2 separate regions of the Sus scrofa genome follow, and region 2 is linked to region 1. Evidence: chromatin contacts called from public HiChIP or PLAC-seq data. All regions are on one chromosome and are shown on one strand. The core of a region is the stretch at or near the end of the contact, and the rest is flanking DNA. Distances in the headings are between cores, read along the strand shown. Region 1 overlaps SSH2 (protein phosphatase Slingshot homolog 2). Region 2 overlaps SSH2 (protein phosphatase Slingshot homolog 2).

What was found. HiChIP or PLAC-seq counts read pairs in DNA pulled down with a chosen protein or histone mark.
Region 2: an H3K27ac HiChIP or PLAC-seq map of skeletal muscle shows a contact between it and region 1. The contact joins two enhancer-like sites. A contact is called at or near these places in 1 of 5 promoter capture datasets (liver), 21 of 47 Hi-C or Micro-C datasets (alveolar macrophages, blood, brain and 11 more) and 2 of 2 datasets of contacts at active chromatin or transcription factors (alveolar macrophages and skeletal muscle).

The regions. Positions count from the first base shown.
Region 1 is chr12:45,828,493-45,835,735 of Sscrofa11.1, forward strand. It overlaps SSH2 (protein phosphatase Slingshot homolog 2), which reads right to left. Exons shown (of 20, transcript XM_021067518.1): 17 at 1-569. Among named protein-coding and RNA genes, the nearest start is that of CORO6, 18 kb to the left of the region's middle. Within about 2 kb of position 2,904, at least 23 of the 83 cell types and tissues checked have an H3K27ac peak or open chromatin away from gene starts, as enhancers often do. A contact at or near this core is called in alveolar macrophages, liver, retroperitoneal adipose tissue and 1 more, where this site is marked.
Region 2 is chr12:45,927,530-45,934,772 of Sscrofa11.1, forward strand. The region is part of intron 3 of SSH2 (protein phosphatase Slingshot homolog 2); the gene reads right to left. Among named protein-coding and RNA genes, the nearest start is that of CORO6, 120 kb to the left of the region's middle. Within about 2 kb of position 4,527, at least 69 of the 83 cell types and tissues checked have an H3K27ac peak or open chromatin away from gene starts, as enhancers often do. A contact at or near this core is called in alveolar macrophages, liver, retroperitoneal adipose tissue and 1 more, where this site is marked.

The DNA.
Region 1 (7,243 bases), core at 1,654-4,153:
GGCAAATGGGCTGGGGGCTTGGTGACTCTGGATCAGGGGACATGGGGAGATCTTTCAGGCGGGATGTTAATTCCTCCAAAGGCAGTAAGTGGACATTCACGTCTGCTTTCAGCGCGTCTGTCTCCAAATCTTCCACTGTTAAGTCTGGGAACTTGTTGGCCATTTCTGGGTCCTGTCCGGGTTGGATTAAGGCTTTGGATGCATGGCAGTTGTCAAGAGGGAATTTTGATTCATTGAGACAACACCCTGATGAGCATCCATTGATGTCATTGAGGTTTAATTCATCTTCAATCTGTCCGGCATGAAATTCCCTAGACGTAAACTCCAAGCAGATCATTCTCTCTTTGGTACACAGGCCTTTCTGATTTTCATCTTGTGGGACAACATGCTCCACGAAGACAGGAGGTATGGGTGGGTGACCCTCCAGGGCCTTCACCTCAGCAATCTGGTCTGCTGAGGTAGTGATCTCCTTCTTGTTGAGTTCCAGCCCTGGTGTGCAGATGGGTTCGTGGTGGTCTGAGAGGTCACTATCTGAGTGAGATCGCCAGAGCTTGTTATGCCGCTGTTTGCTGCGGAGGACACACACAGGAAACGCCTCATTTGGTTTGTGAAACAATCAATACCCTTCCAGGAAACCACTCCCAGATAAATTTAAATCTTAACCTGCAAAATGCTTTGTCACTGGCCCAGTGGAGGGAGGCAATAAACAGTTAAAATGATGCTCAGTTTCACTAACAGCAAACAACAAAAACCAAAACGACAACAAAGACAAATGGAGATCTGATTTTTTACCAATCAGACTTACAAGAGCTGAAATGGTTATGAACAGCTACTGCTGATGAAGATTTGGCCAAACATAATGAAATAGGAGTGTGGACTGCAGAATTTTAAAGAGTGACATCTGGCAACAGCTCTCAAAATTTAACTCTAACCAGCAACTCTCCTTTTAAAAATTTTACTTGGAGAAATACTACTACATAGGTACACAAAACTATATATATATACACGCATATACATGTATGTGTATATATATGTATATATATGTATGTGTATATATATATATGGAAGTTACAGTAACAACTACAGAACTAAAAAATTAAAAAATCAGACACTAAAAAGAAATTTATTTAAATTACAGGCTATATGCTTATATGATATGAGGCTATTAAAAACAGGAATTCCCTGGTGGCCTAGCCCTGGTGGTGTCGTCACTGCTGTGGCTCCAGTTTGATCCTCGGTTCAGGAACTTCTCTGCATATTGCAAGTGTGGTCAAACAATGCCCACTCCCCACCAAAACACACACACACACAACCAGTCAGGTGTTTTAGTGGAATGATGTCCAAGGTATATTATTTGGTGAAATGCATGCTGAATACACTTGTAATAGTCAGTTTCCATGTTAGAATAAGTATAGGAAAATTATCTGGAAGAAAATCACTAAACTGGTGACTGTGTTTCTTTCAGGGAAGGAGGGCTTTTACTTCTGGCAGGGGGAGGAGGGCTTTACTTTCTACACTTTGCAGTATTTCTGTAGTTTTGAATTAAAAAAGTGAACATGTTTAAGAACTGAGGGGGGGGACTAAAACAAAACAACCCCCAAGTTATACAAAGAGAAATACTCTGCTGGAGCCCATTATAAGTCCTCACAATTGGGGTAAAGAGCTGATACAGGGTTAATCACTGATATGGAAGTGTGAGGGGGGTAGTAATCCTACTTGAATTAGAAAGCAAAGTTGAGGCTAGTAAATTGGGAGAAGCAAGTGGGTAACAGGAACTCCTGCTGTGACACAGCAGAACGATCCAACTAGTATCCATGAGCTCTCTGGTCTCGCTTAGTTGGGCTAAGGATCTGGCATTGCTGTGAGCTGTGGTGTAGGTTGCAGACATGGTATGGATCCTGCGTTGCTGCAGCTGTGGTGTAGGCTGGCAGTTGCAGTTCAGTTCCAATTCGACCCCTAGCCTGGAAACTTCTATATGCCACATGTGCAGCCCTAAAAAGCAAAAAAAAAAAAAAAAAAAAGTTGGTAACAGAATGGAAGAGGATAAGCATAAAGTATAGGCCCCTTTCATAAAGATCTCTGGATAAAAACCATTAAGCTCTGGTGACACCTGGAAAGACTCCACACATATATGGACAGAAGGTCTGATGGGATCTCATTTCAAACCACATTAACAAGGAAGCACGGTTCCCAAAGTTCTAATCAAGCAGAAAAATGTGGCCCTATGGTTGGGCAGGATCACCTGCCTAGGTAACAGGTCACTGAATGTGGCATTTGGGGGTGCAGTGTCCCTGACTTACATGCTGATGAAGAATTACCTCACCGCAGGGTGGAATGGGAAAGAGCCCAAAACAACTTACCCCAGGCTCAGGGCCACACCTGCCTCGGCTGCCTGTGAATCTCAGCCGAGTCATGCGCCTGCACTAATGTGAACTCCTGTTTGTTCTCAACTCTGCACCTGCTCTCCCTCCCCCTGCCTGACTGCTGCTAGGGTGGGGCGCTCTCTGACTCAGGCCTGCCCAGCATAAGGGTGCTTTTCCGGGTAGGAAGCAGGTCAATCTGTTGACGAAGACAAGCTATAATCAATTAGCTGGGTGTGAGGTGGGGTTTTCACCTTTTCCAAGCTGCACAAACACCAGCCACCCCTAGGAGGAGACAACATATCACATATCCCAAAGTGTGAGTGGCTGTGGGAGGAAGGCTGTCTGGCTGGAGAGGTGGGGCCTCAGCTGTACTTGGTGACCAACGGATCCCAATGTGCTTCCCTTTAAAGTTTCTTCTTTCATGTCTAGACACCCTGTTTTCTGAGCTAAATATGACTGTGTTCTCCAGTTTCCAGCCCTCACCTGTCAGGAGAATGTCCACACCTGTACCAAGGCCCCCAGCCACCATGGCAGGACAATTCCATGATGCAGATGGCTAGGGAGTGACCTCCAGAGTAGCTGTTTTCACCCTTCTAATAATATAAGAACAGCTTAGCTCATCAGTCGACATGCAAATGGGATATTTTCATGATCCCAAGAACCCTCCACATGTTTTTAAAAAACTGCCTGTGAATCGCTAATCAACCAAGAGGGAACGACAGAGTGATATTATGCTAATAGGCACAAACAGTGCAGGTTTCAGAGGAAGTGGCTGACGTCACAACAGCTTTACCCAACAGGGATTTCCTTCTCTTCCTGGGAAGATATTCATCAGAAAACACTGGGTCAGGGCTCTGGAGTTAAACTGACACCTACTTGTAAAGGAGAGAGAAAAATCCCAATCCAAAAATAAGTCTGACTCTGCTGCCTTTTTCACTTTTGCAGTAGGACCTGTAGGGAGAGTGGGCAGCTCTCTGACCAGGTCAAGATACTCCTTACCATGGCTCGGAAGCACTGCTGTTCCAGGGGCCCCTTCCTGAGCCCCCCCACCTCCTCCTCCCAGCTCAGGGGTCAGTAACCTCCACCCTGAGTTTTGTGCTTATCATTCTTCCCTTTTTCCTCATAGTGCCATCACATGTTTTGTTCTAACAATATAAAGCTTAGTTTGCATGTTTTGAATTTTACATACATGAAATCATGCTGTATGTATTCTCCTACAACTTTTTTTGACTAGCATGTTTTTAAGATTCATCAATGTGTGTAGCTGTAACTGCATACATAGTGTGGTGAGTATGCCACAAGGTATTCATCCACCCTGTTGATGAACAGCTTTGGCTATTACAAGCACCACCACCACAGGCATTCTTGTGCCTTGTGCACACTGCGGTTTCTCAAAGGTGTCACACGTAGGAATGGAAAAGGTGTGCATCACAGTTTCACTCAGCAACACCAAACTGTCTCCCATTGAAGCTTTTCCCAAGCCAGTTTATTCTAATGCTTCATCCCTGCTAGGGACAGATGTAAGGCATTAGGTCATATTTGTTATTTTAAACTGTCATATTCAGCTGACTCCCCCCACCTATTCCAGGTAGGCAACAAGGGAATAAGTTGCCAAAAAGAATTTCAGAGTTGGGTTGTGGCCTGGATGATGCAACCAAGTCTCAGGTTCTTTTCCTGAATGGCCTCCGACCTGAATTTGGATTTACATAAACACACTGACACACATGAGATGACTGGGCCATTCTGGGTAAGAACCTGGTCTTTTACTTAGTAATGACCGAGAATGAAATCTAACTCCCATCCTTTTGCCTCTGCTTTCTTTCTTGTTATATGCTTGGTGGAGCACCAACTCTGAGACAATGAAAGAGAGGAAAATACTGCTAAAGATGGAATATCAGTTATAGTGAAATCAGACTGTTTATGGTTGCTTCTTAAGGCATCAGGGAGCCTGTAGAGAGGAGAAGGAAGAGAAAAAACATCAATTGAGCATTTTCTGTGCTGTGCATGGTCCTAAATGCTCTAAGATTATTTTGCTGAAAAGCTATTAAGAAAATCCTTTAAACTTTAATTGCGATTGGCTGTCATCTGACCAGAATCCATCTCCTCTCATTCTTGGGTTCCCTCCTGCTGGCTGACCACTGTGCACCAGCTAAGCCAGGGTAAAAGACAACTTTGTCTCCTTTGGCCCTGGTGACAGGGGTGTTCAAAGAATCAAAACTAACATCTGTGAGGACATGTGTCACAAACTCTCCCTTGGCCACCACCCAGTTTTTCTTTCTTGTCCCTTATACACTGGAACATAATATCTCAGACACATGGTCCAGCTTGCGAATGCTTGAAATCTGAACCTGTCTAATGGAACATAAATCTGCCAAATACCTAAATGATCAGAGTTCAGGATAACAAACAGGGCTGCTGGTAATTTAATGGAGGGTTTCGACACACACACGCACTTCTCCTTCTCCTGCCTCACTTCCATCCCCTATTTATAAAAACAGAAAAAATAAAATTAGATGTGGACAGAATCAGTGCCTTTACTGTACTCTCACTTTTAGGTCTGAAGGAGAATATTAAATATTAGCCTTTCCCAGGCTGTTTATTAAAGACATACTAAAAGATGCAAAAAGTTCCTTGTATTTCAGAGAGGGTGTCATTGCTTGGTCTATACCTTTATGTTCTGATTAAACTGTAACCAACTCATAAATCCCTATAAGGGCCTGGTGTCATTTTGGTAAACTTCTCTTACACCAAGAGGTTACCAAGTACCAAGCTAATACCCTCAAATGGAGGGCTGCCACCTCAAGTTAAGCACCCAGTGCTACTCTGGACAACCATCGGGCTTGACAATCTATCTATATCTTTGGGAAAATCACCACGCATTGTCTTTGCAAAGAATCTGGGACTTCCCTTCTGCCTCTTGTAAGCAGAGAGACCTCATAGCAGTGCTCTAGGGCCAGGCAAGAATCCGCTAGGCTCAATTCATTTGGCAGGTACCCTGTAGGGCCATTTCTTGACAACACATCATAGACTGCAGACCTTGATGGTTGCATAACCAGGAGGCACTCTCACTCTTTTTCCTTAGACTTGATTTGGTTTGTGTTGGTTTTTCCTCTTTCTTTCTTTTTTTTGCAGCACTTGGGCCAAATAGAAGTTCCTGGGCCAGGAATTGAATCTGAGCTGCATCTGCAACCTAGGCCACAACTGTGACAATGCCAGATCCTTAACCCTCTGCGCCTGGCCAGGGATCGAACCTGGGCCACCACAGAGACAATGCTGGATCCTTCACCTGCTGTGCCAAAGCAGGGACTCCATTCGAGTGTTGGTTTGAGTATTCACTGCCCATAGGTTTAGGGAATGTGATACCTCCTTAGCACTAGAGGGTGAATATGAATTTGTTTTAGCTGGTCCAGGAAATTCTGTTTTCCTAGCTAGTGATTACTTTTAGGAATACGACTCAGTCCTGGTCAATGGTCCTGCAGGGGTGGGAGTGGGGAGGGATGAGCAGTCTATCTTGGAGCTTTTGGAAAAGGTCTTTCCCTCTAATTGAAATGACCATTCATTTAGCCAGAGGCTGAGGAATTCAATGTAGATGCCTAGAAATGTGGAAGACATTTGGCAATCATGGGGCAATTCAAGGACAAAGCCACTAACGAAGGAAGGTGGAGCAGGAAGATGAGAGCACCCAAGTCCCTGATTACATCATAAGCCATTACAGAGTCAACTTCTGTGCTTGTTACAAGAGATGTTAAATGATCCAACTTTTTAAACTGCCTTTAGTTGGGTGTTGGGTCTTGTGTCTGCTCCTGGAGACCCACTCTTCAGCCTTTCTACCCTGCTCTGTGTCTGGAGTCCCACCTATGAACCACATCAACCGGCCCCCTGTCCCCTCCTTCTACAGGGCATGGGTAATGGGGAGCCCTAGCAGAAGACTAGAGGGAGGAGAGTGAAGGCAGGCCATTATTCCTGTAGCTCCTTCCCCGAAGAGTCACTCTGGCTGGCTGTGTCCCTTGACTGAAGGCTCTTGGCAACTCTTCTGAAGGTGCCTTTTCTCTCGGAGTCTTCTTCCAGTAACTGCTCCCTCTCTCTTTGCCCAGAAGCTATTACCAAAAGGCTCTACTGATACAAGTCCCTTGATCCCACTACAATTCCACACCTTTGTAAATACTCCCTTTATAAAACCCAAGTCCTCATATGATCCTAATCTGAGTATGCTGCTTCTTGTTGAGATCCCAACTGATGAAGATATTCTATTACTTGCAGCTAAAAGCTGCCAAGTGATAATAACCCTCAGCACTAGGTTTTAGTTTTTAAAATCCAAGACTCATCACAATACAGAAAATTCCAGGACACCTCTGTTCTAATGGAGTTAGCGTGTCTGTGGGTGGCAGGTGGCAGTGTCTGGAGGAAGGAGGAGGAAATAGATGGCACATGCACATGTGTTTCCTGGTAGCCTTGCAGGAAGGGGTAAGAATCACATCTGAATAACCCTTAACAGTCTATAATGTAGCTTATACACACTTTTATTTACAATAACCCTGTGAGGTAGGTCTCGTGATTTTAATTTTACAAATGGGGTCAGGTGAGGATCAGAACTGTGATTAATTTTTCAAAGTTGTAGCAAGGGGTGAACCAGGAACGGAAACCAGATCTACTGACTCAAATTCTGTGGTTTTTCTCTCTTCCCAGGGCTTGCCCTCCCTCCATGAATCAAGCCCAGGAAGGCAGGACAGAACCAAAAGGGAAAGGGAAGAGGCTGGGTGACATGTGGGTTTATGCTGTCCTTCTATTCCTCATCTAAGATTTTTCTGAAATTCCTTTAACATCTAAGAAAAACCACATACGCTAAAAAAAACCTCCCAATCCAACAGCTTGCAGTAGCC
Region 2 (7,243 bases), core at 3,277-5,776, 100 kb after region 1:
GACACACAAATAGTCACCTATTTCTTGATAAGCTATTTGTTTGGCATATAACAATAATACTAGAAAAGCCTTGGCCCCTTGCTTAGCAAACTTCACTTCTCAGTGATTGAATGTTGGCTTGTTAAAAATAACATAGGCTCCTACATTTTTCAGAAGTTCAGATTTTTGTTTTATTGAAAAGCTTGTGTAGACCCTTAGAGGGTATGGAACTTTTCGTGATTATTTGAGCAGTGTGATCCAAGACTCTTGAAGTTTGATCAGATGATGCTCTGGGTTGCTCACCTATCTTTTTCTGGTAGGATTAACACTTATAACAGTAACTTTGTTTCTGGAGTAAATCCAATCACTTCCTAATTTCTTCACTGAATATGTAAAAAACAACACTATATTTTGTGAGTTTTATATGATGGTAAGGGGAGACCCTAATCTAATAATGATGATATAATTCTCAATAAAATATAGTAATACCCAGGCTATTTTCTAATTTCTAACACACACACACACACACTCACACACACACACCTCACAGTTAAAAGTCAAACAATTAGAGCCTGTGAAATCACAAAAATAGGTATCCATAGGGCCTAGTCTAAAAGTCATTAACTTTTTCCAAAGGATAGCCCCTAGGATCTCACAGGATTTATTATATGGTACTTGGTTTCTAAACCCAGAGCAAATACGAGGCAGCAAGTGAGAAAAGGTTAAAAAAGCTCTTAGGAGTGGGTCCTCAGCAAAGATAAGAGAACCACGGGGCTAAGAGTAGTCAGGTGTCAATGTATCCTCCTCTCCCAAACAAATACTAAAATTCAGTCTTCACTTAAGGACCTTAAATCTTAATATATTAGTTGCTCCCATTCATCACTGCTATTTACACACCTGGCACCACAGGGAAATGCTCACACCAGTTACATTTTTACAGCATCAGACCTTAGAAAACAATACTTCCTTTAAGAAGCAGATTCTTAACCTTTTATGAGATCACATTACTCTCAGAATCTAATTTTTAAAAATATACTTACCGAACCAACATTTTCATAGGATCTCATGGAGTTCACTGGCCTTCTGAGGCCAATCCATGGCTTCAGTAACCATGGACTTCAAATCAAGATTTCTGCATTAGGCGTCAAAAATGCGTGTATTCAGTTAAAATTTAGGGTTTTATTCAGAATGATCCTTAAAGATTTTTAAATGAGGGAGTTCCCGTCGTGGCGCAGTGGTTAACGAATCCGACTAGGAACCATGAGGTCGCGGTCCCTGCCCTTGCTCAGTGGGTTAACGATCCGGCGTTGCCGTGAGCTGTGGTGTAGGTTGCAGACGCGGCTCGGATCCCGCGTTGCTGTGGCTCTGGCGTAGGCCGGTGGCTACGGCTCCGATTAGACCCCTAGCCTGGGAACCTCCATATGCCGCGGGAGCGGCCCAAGAAATAGCAACAATAACAACAACAACAAAAAGACAAAAAGACAAAAAAAAAAAAAAAAAAAAAAAAAAAGATTTTTAAATGAGGATCAACTGGGCAATACTATAAATGCTAAATAAGCATGATAGCTAAAGCAATACTAATAAATACACTTTAGAAGAAGTGAATATTAGCAAGAGTCTCTTAAGAAAAAAAAAAAAACTGGCAAAAGAGAAACAAAAATGAAAGAGAAATATACTCCGCAAATTTTTTAAGAAACTGTCTACCTTAGCAAAACTCTTAGTATAGCAAATATTTTTTCACTAAGTTGAAGATGTCATCAGTTAAAGATAATTCTTAAGACTCCAAGTCTCAAAAATGACCTTGCAACTATCAAGACAGAATATCATCCTCATAGTAGTTAAAAGTACTGGCCTAGGAAACAGTTCTGGATTCTAAGGACAGTTTTATCATTTACTAGCTATGTGGTCTTGAGTGATTACTTGACTTCGCTAAGTCTCAGCTTCATTATGTGTCAATAGAAGAAATTAGTTCATTTCATACTGTTGCTGTGACAGTTAAATGAGATAATAATACACATTAAACTCTTAGCACAGTGACAAACGGTCAATAAATGGCAGCTATTAGTTATTGCTTAATTTCAAATACTCACGTTTCTGTGCAGAAATTTATAGTTTGTAAATTACCACATACATAATCTCTTACGATCTTCTGGGGTCAGTATACGGTTTAAGAAACTGAAGTCAAATGACTTACCCAAAGATGTTAATTAGTGGGAAAAGAAATTCTGTACTTGCTTGACTACACAAGGAAGAAGAATTCAAAACTCCTTTCCCCCCATAAAGCCTAGAAGCTCTGCCTTTTAAATTTTGTTTAATCTTTTATTTAAACTGTAGTTAAATATATAAAAGTTGCTATCTTAGCCATTTTAAGTGTACAGTTCAGTGCCATTAAACACATCCACACCATGCTGTGCAACCATCACGACCACCCATCCCTATAACTTTTTCTTCTTCCTCAAATGAAACTCTGCACCCATTAAACACAATCTTCCTAGTCCCCTCTTCCAACTCCTGGCAACCAGACTACTGTAGTTCCCCCGCATAAGTGGAATCATACAATATTTGTACCATCACTGGCTTTTTTTTCACTTAGAAGCATGTCTACAAAGTTTATCTGTATTATGGCAAATGTCAGGATTCCCCCCCCCTTTTTTTTGTTTTTGTGGTTTTTTTTTTGCTTTTTAGGTCCACAGATGCAGCATATGGAACTTCCCAGGTTAGGGGCCAAAACAGAGTTACAGCTGCTGGCCTATACCACAGCCACAGCAACACAGGATCTGAGCAGTGTCTGCAACCTACATTGCAGCTCAGGGCAACACCCGATCTTTAACCTAAGGAGCGAAGCCAGAGATTGAACCCACATACTCATGGATACTAGTTGGATTCTTTTCTGCTGGGCCACAACGGGAACTCCAGATTGCTTTCCTTTTTAAGGCTGAATAATATTCAGTTGTATTATATACCACATTCTGTTTATCCATGTATCCACTAATAGACATGTGGGTTGCTTCCAGTACTTTATTTTTTAAAGCATTGTTAACACTTATTTAGACACTGGTTATCCATTTTCAGTATTTTTTTTTTTTTAGGTGCACCACCATAAATCAACACAAAGGAAAAAAGCTGAAATGCAAATGAATCTGATTTGGTAAGAGAACAAACCATTAATTAAAATAATAAATTTGATTTAACATTATCTATAAATAACTTTACACATTACTCTGAGGACATTTAATAAGAGAGGATGGAAAGTTTCTATTGGACATTAAACTAAAAAGTACATCAGGCTTGCCCTGGGAGGAAGAGAGAAGTTGCTTAAGGGCCAGGAGTCTGGGAAAACCTCAGAAGGTGACTCTCCTTGAAGCTACTCAGAGTGTGAGTGGTAATACAATTCAAAGACCAAACTGCTGGTTATCTAAAAGTAACCCTAAACTATTCAACTAGTTTAAGGATGCAACTTGAATAGATGGGAGTACCTCCACTTCGCCCTTTATAACTGCGATTTGAGATTAACCACAAGCTTCAGCACACGGTTCTCAGAAAAATAGCTAAACCACAATAGCAAGGAAGAACACCTCTAGAAACTTTGAAAACAGTGATTAAAGATACAACTGAATCTTGCACTTTAGCGATTGAAGGCTTGGGTTGTGAGCACGCACTACTACAGACGAAGACTGAAAAAGAACCAAACTATTAACATCCAGGTTTCTGAAATAATTCCAGGCTACAACCAGGGGGTGTCAAGAATGGACTGCCTTTCTTTGTATGCACGGTTTACAACCGAAGCCTATGGTCACAGGCAATCTTATTTGAAACAAAAAACTAAAATGACAAACACGGGAGCCTGAGCACCAGCAGGACCCGCAAGGGAGTCCCATGGTTTCCGGCCGGCGGTTCTGAGGCTACTGACCGCCCTTCAGCCCGAGTGCCCCGAAAGGCATACTGCTGTCACTCGGTCATCACCGACAACTTCCTTGGGGCGACCTCACTTTTCAGTCTCTCAAAGTTTACCACAAGTTCTCGCAAAGGATTCTTCTGTCCATCTTCACCCTCGGACTACACCTCCACCCCACTGTGCCCCCGGATGCCCCGAGACCTGCAAGCACGCAGGGTAAGACTTCGCCCTCGCTTGCTTGCTCCCAGCCGCTGGGGAAAGCGGCTGCTGAAAAGCAAACTTCCCGAGTTGCGGAAGGCAGGAGGGCGCGCGGCGCACTCACAGCTGGTTGATGGCGTTCTGCGAGATGACCGCGTTGGCGGAGAAGTAGGGGATCATGTCCGGGCCACCGAGGCTGCAGGTGCAGGCGGGGGGCGCCTTCCTCTTGCGGACCAACGTGCTCAGGGTCATGGAGCTGGCTCACGGCGCACAGCTCCGCATCCTGGCCCCCCGCCCGGCTCGGGCACAAGGCGCTCGCGTTGAACTCGGCGGGACTGGAGGCGCGGACAACGCGGGATCCCGGCGGCGGAACTGAGTCCGCCGGGTGGCGCGGAGGCAGCCGCCGCAGCCCTGGGGCTCGGCTCCGGAGTCCCGGCGGCTGGGCGCTACCAGAAGCCCGCCCCTACTCACGTCCGGGGCGGGGTGGGGCGGGTCCTACGAGGCTGGAGGGTCGGCCCTGCCGGCGCCCCGCCCCGGAGCTCCTAGCACCCACCAGATCCCGCTACCGCGTGCGGGCCTGGGGAGCATGGGTGGGCCGCAAGCCGCGCCTGGAGTAACGCGAGCCGGGGGTCGGGGGAAAGGCTCACATTTCTTTAGAACGTTTGAACAGAAAGGTCCTGCCTCTTAGTTGGCTTTGTTTGAACCTCAAACAAACGTTATTTTTTCAAATGATCTTAAAACTTTAAAAGGCTGTACACCCACAAAATGCATGGCTTCCTATGTGCCATGGGCTAGGAGAATGCAGAAATTAACCGGATTTTTTGTTGTTGTTTAAAGCAAAAGAGTTGAGGTTATGATGGGGAAAAAAAAAATCTATCTACACTGTTGATAACATCTGCTATCCTTGTAAGTAAATTCACGAGGGCTTTCCTAACCAAGGATTCACAGCCTTAACCACACATACGAGTCACCTGTAGAGATGTAAAGACTCCCAATGCCCATCTGCACCCTGGACTAACCAATCAAGTCGGAATTTCTTAAAGCTGAGATCTAGAAAGCAGTTTTTTTCAAAGCTCCACAGTGATTCCAGTGTGCAGCAATGGTCGAGATCACCGTGCCAAATGATCTAGAGAGAGACAGGATGGAGAGACTATATCCTCACTGTACAGATGTGGAAACATTTAGAGTAATGAATGTTGATGAACTCACTTGTAAGTGATGTCACTTAGATAGGACTCCTGCTGTATGTAGGGCTTTCCCCACCAAACCCTATTCCCTGGTGCTTTCATGAGTTTAAGCCTTAATGATTTTCGCAACAACTCAATGAGAAGAGCCTTCCACTTGACCTGGGACCAGCTCTCGGTAAAATGAGAATCTCATTTCTCTCTCTCCTACAAACTATGCAGTGGCTTACAAAAGGAACTGCTTCCCCCGCCCCAGGCACCCCCCCACAGGCACTCAGTAAAGGTTAGCTCCCTTATCTTTTGTCCTTCCTGTCTCATCAGAATAAATATTTTCAGGCATCAGTATTTTTAGCTTTTGTGAATACTTCACTAAAACATTAATATAAAGTTGCTTTAGGTATTCTAGAGCCAAAATTAGTAATTTAAAAAAGCAACTTCAGGAATTCCCTTTGTGGCTCAGCTGTTAAGGAACCTGACTAGGATCCATGAGGATTGGGGTTCGATCCCTGGTGTCCCTCATTGGGTTAAGGATCCGGTGTTGCTGTGAGCTGTGGTGTAGGTCGCATAGGCAGCTGAATCCCCCATTGCTGTGGTGTAGGCCAGCAGCTACAGCTCTGATTCGACCCCTAGCCTGGGAACCTCCATATGCTGCAGGTGCAGCCATAAAAGAGCATTAAAAAAAAAAAAAAAAAAAAAAAAAAGCAACTTCACTATTATAAGATATCATGAGAAAAGATTAGAAGAGAACTATAAGAGAAAAGAGGCAAAAATGAGGAAGAATTCACTTTACTTACTCCTCACCACAGGCTAGAATCAAGAAGAAATAAATCTTTGTTTTATATAAATTTTCAGATCTCTGTTCCTATTGAGTTTGGCAATTTTCAAACTACTAGTAATGAAATAATCTAAACTATAAATTCTGTCTAAACCCAGAATCACTTTTTGTTAGTTGATCCTTCCAGAAAACTTAAAGTTGTTGCCAAGGCAATGAGGGGCTTGAAATATTGCAAACTCACGCTGAAAACAGATATCTAAATTTGCTATATCTGGTAATAGGAAGGAATTAGTTGGTCAGTAAAGAGTTAATGAAAGGTCTGGACTTTGGAGTCCAGTGCATCATCTTCATCCATCTCTAGAAAGGAAAAATTTTGAAAGATTTATTCAGGCTGTGTCAGCAAGCACCCAAATGGCAGTATAAGAAAAAAATCTGCTGATACACCCCAAAATAAATTGCTTTAAATATCTGGCAAACTTGCCAGTTTGAAACTTCTTCCAGGCTATAATTTATTACAGCCTCCTGCAGTGATTTAAAAAAAATAAAAGCAGCAGGCTGTTTAGAACAGCACTGCAAAGGTGAGTCCAGTTCTTTCATGACACAGCACAGATAGGATTTTATTGAAGTCAACACTAGATGATGCCATTTAGGAAGATAATGGCATGGTAATCGTCTGTATTTGTCGGAAAAAGAAGTCAGCAGGAAATGTATTTTACTTAGTTCAACACTTAATGTCTCTGGCATTTAAAAACTCTAGAGATAAAGATTTTATAAATATGTATACTCGTCTTTTATAAATATGTTCCTATAGTGACACCTCATAAGTGCGCAGTCCTTTGTTTTCCCTCAAAGACCTCTGTCAGTGCCTGTTCAATAAATGAAGATGATTTTAACACTGCCATCCAGTCCTTTTCAAAAGCTTTTCTAAGTTAAATTCTCATTTTGAATGGTAATATAGAAAACTGGGAAAGCACTAGAACATGCCTCTTTGCAGACTGAGGTATCTTTAAGGAAACAGTTTTTTCCTACTACTGTTTTAAAAAGTTGAACAAATTCCCCTTCTTTTCACAATCTGCAGAGTGTCAAAATGTCAATCGATTTAGTTTCAGTTCAGTTTAATCCTTTACTCTCCACTGTCAGAAAACAAGGCTTGAGGGAGTGAGCTCTCTGTACCCAAGCATCTAGGAATTCAAAAATGATTCCAAATTAAAT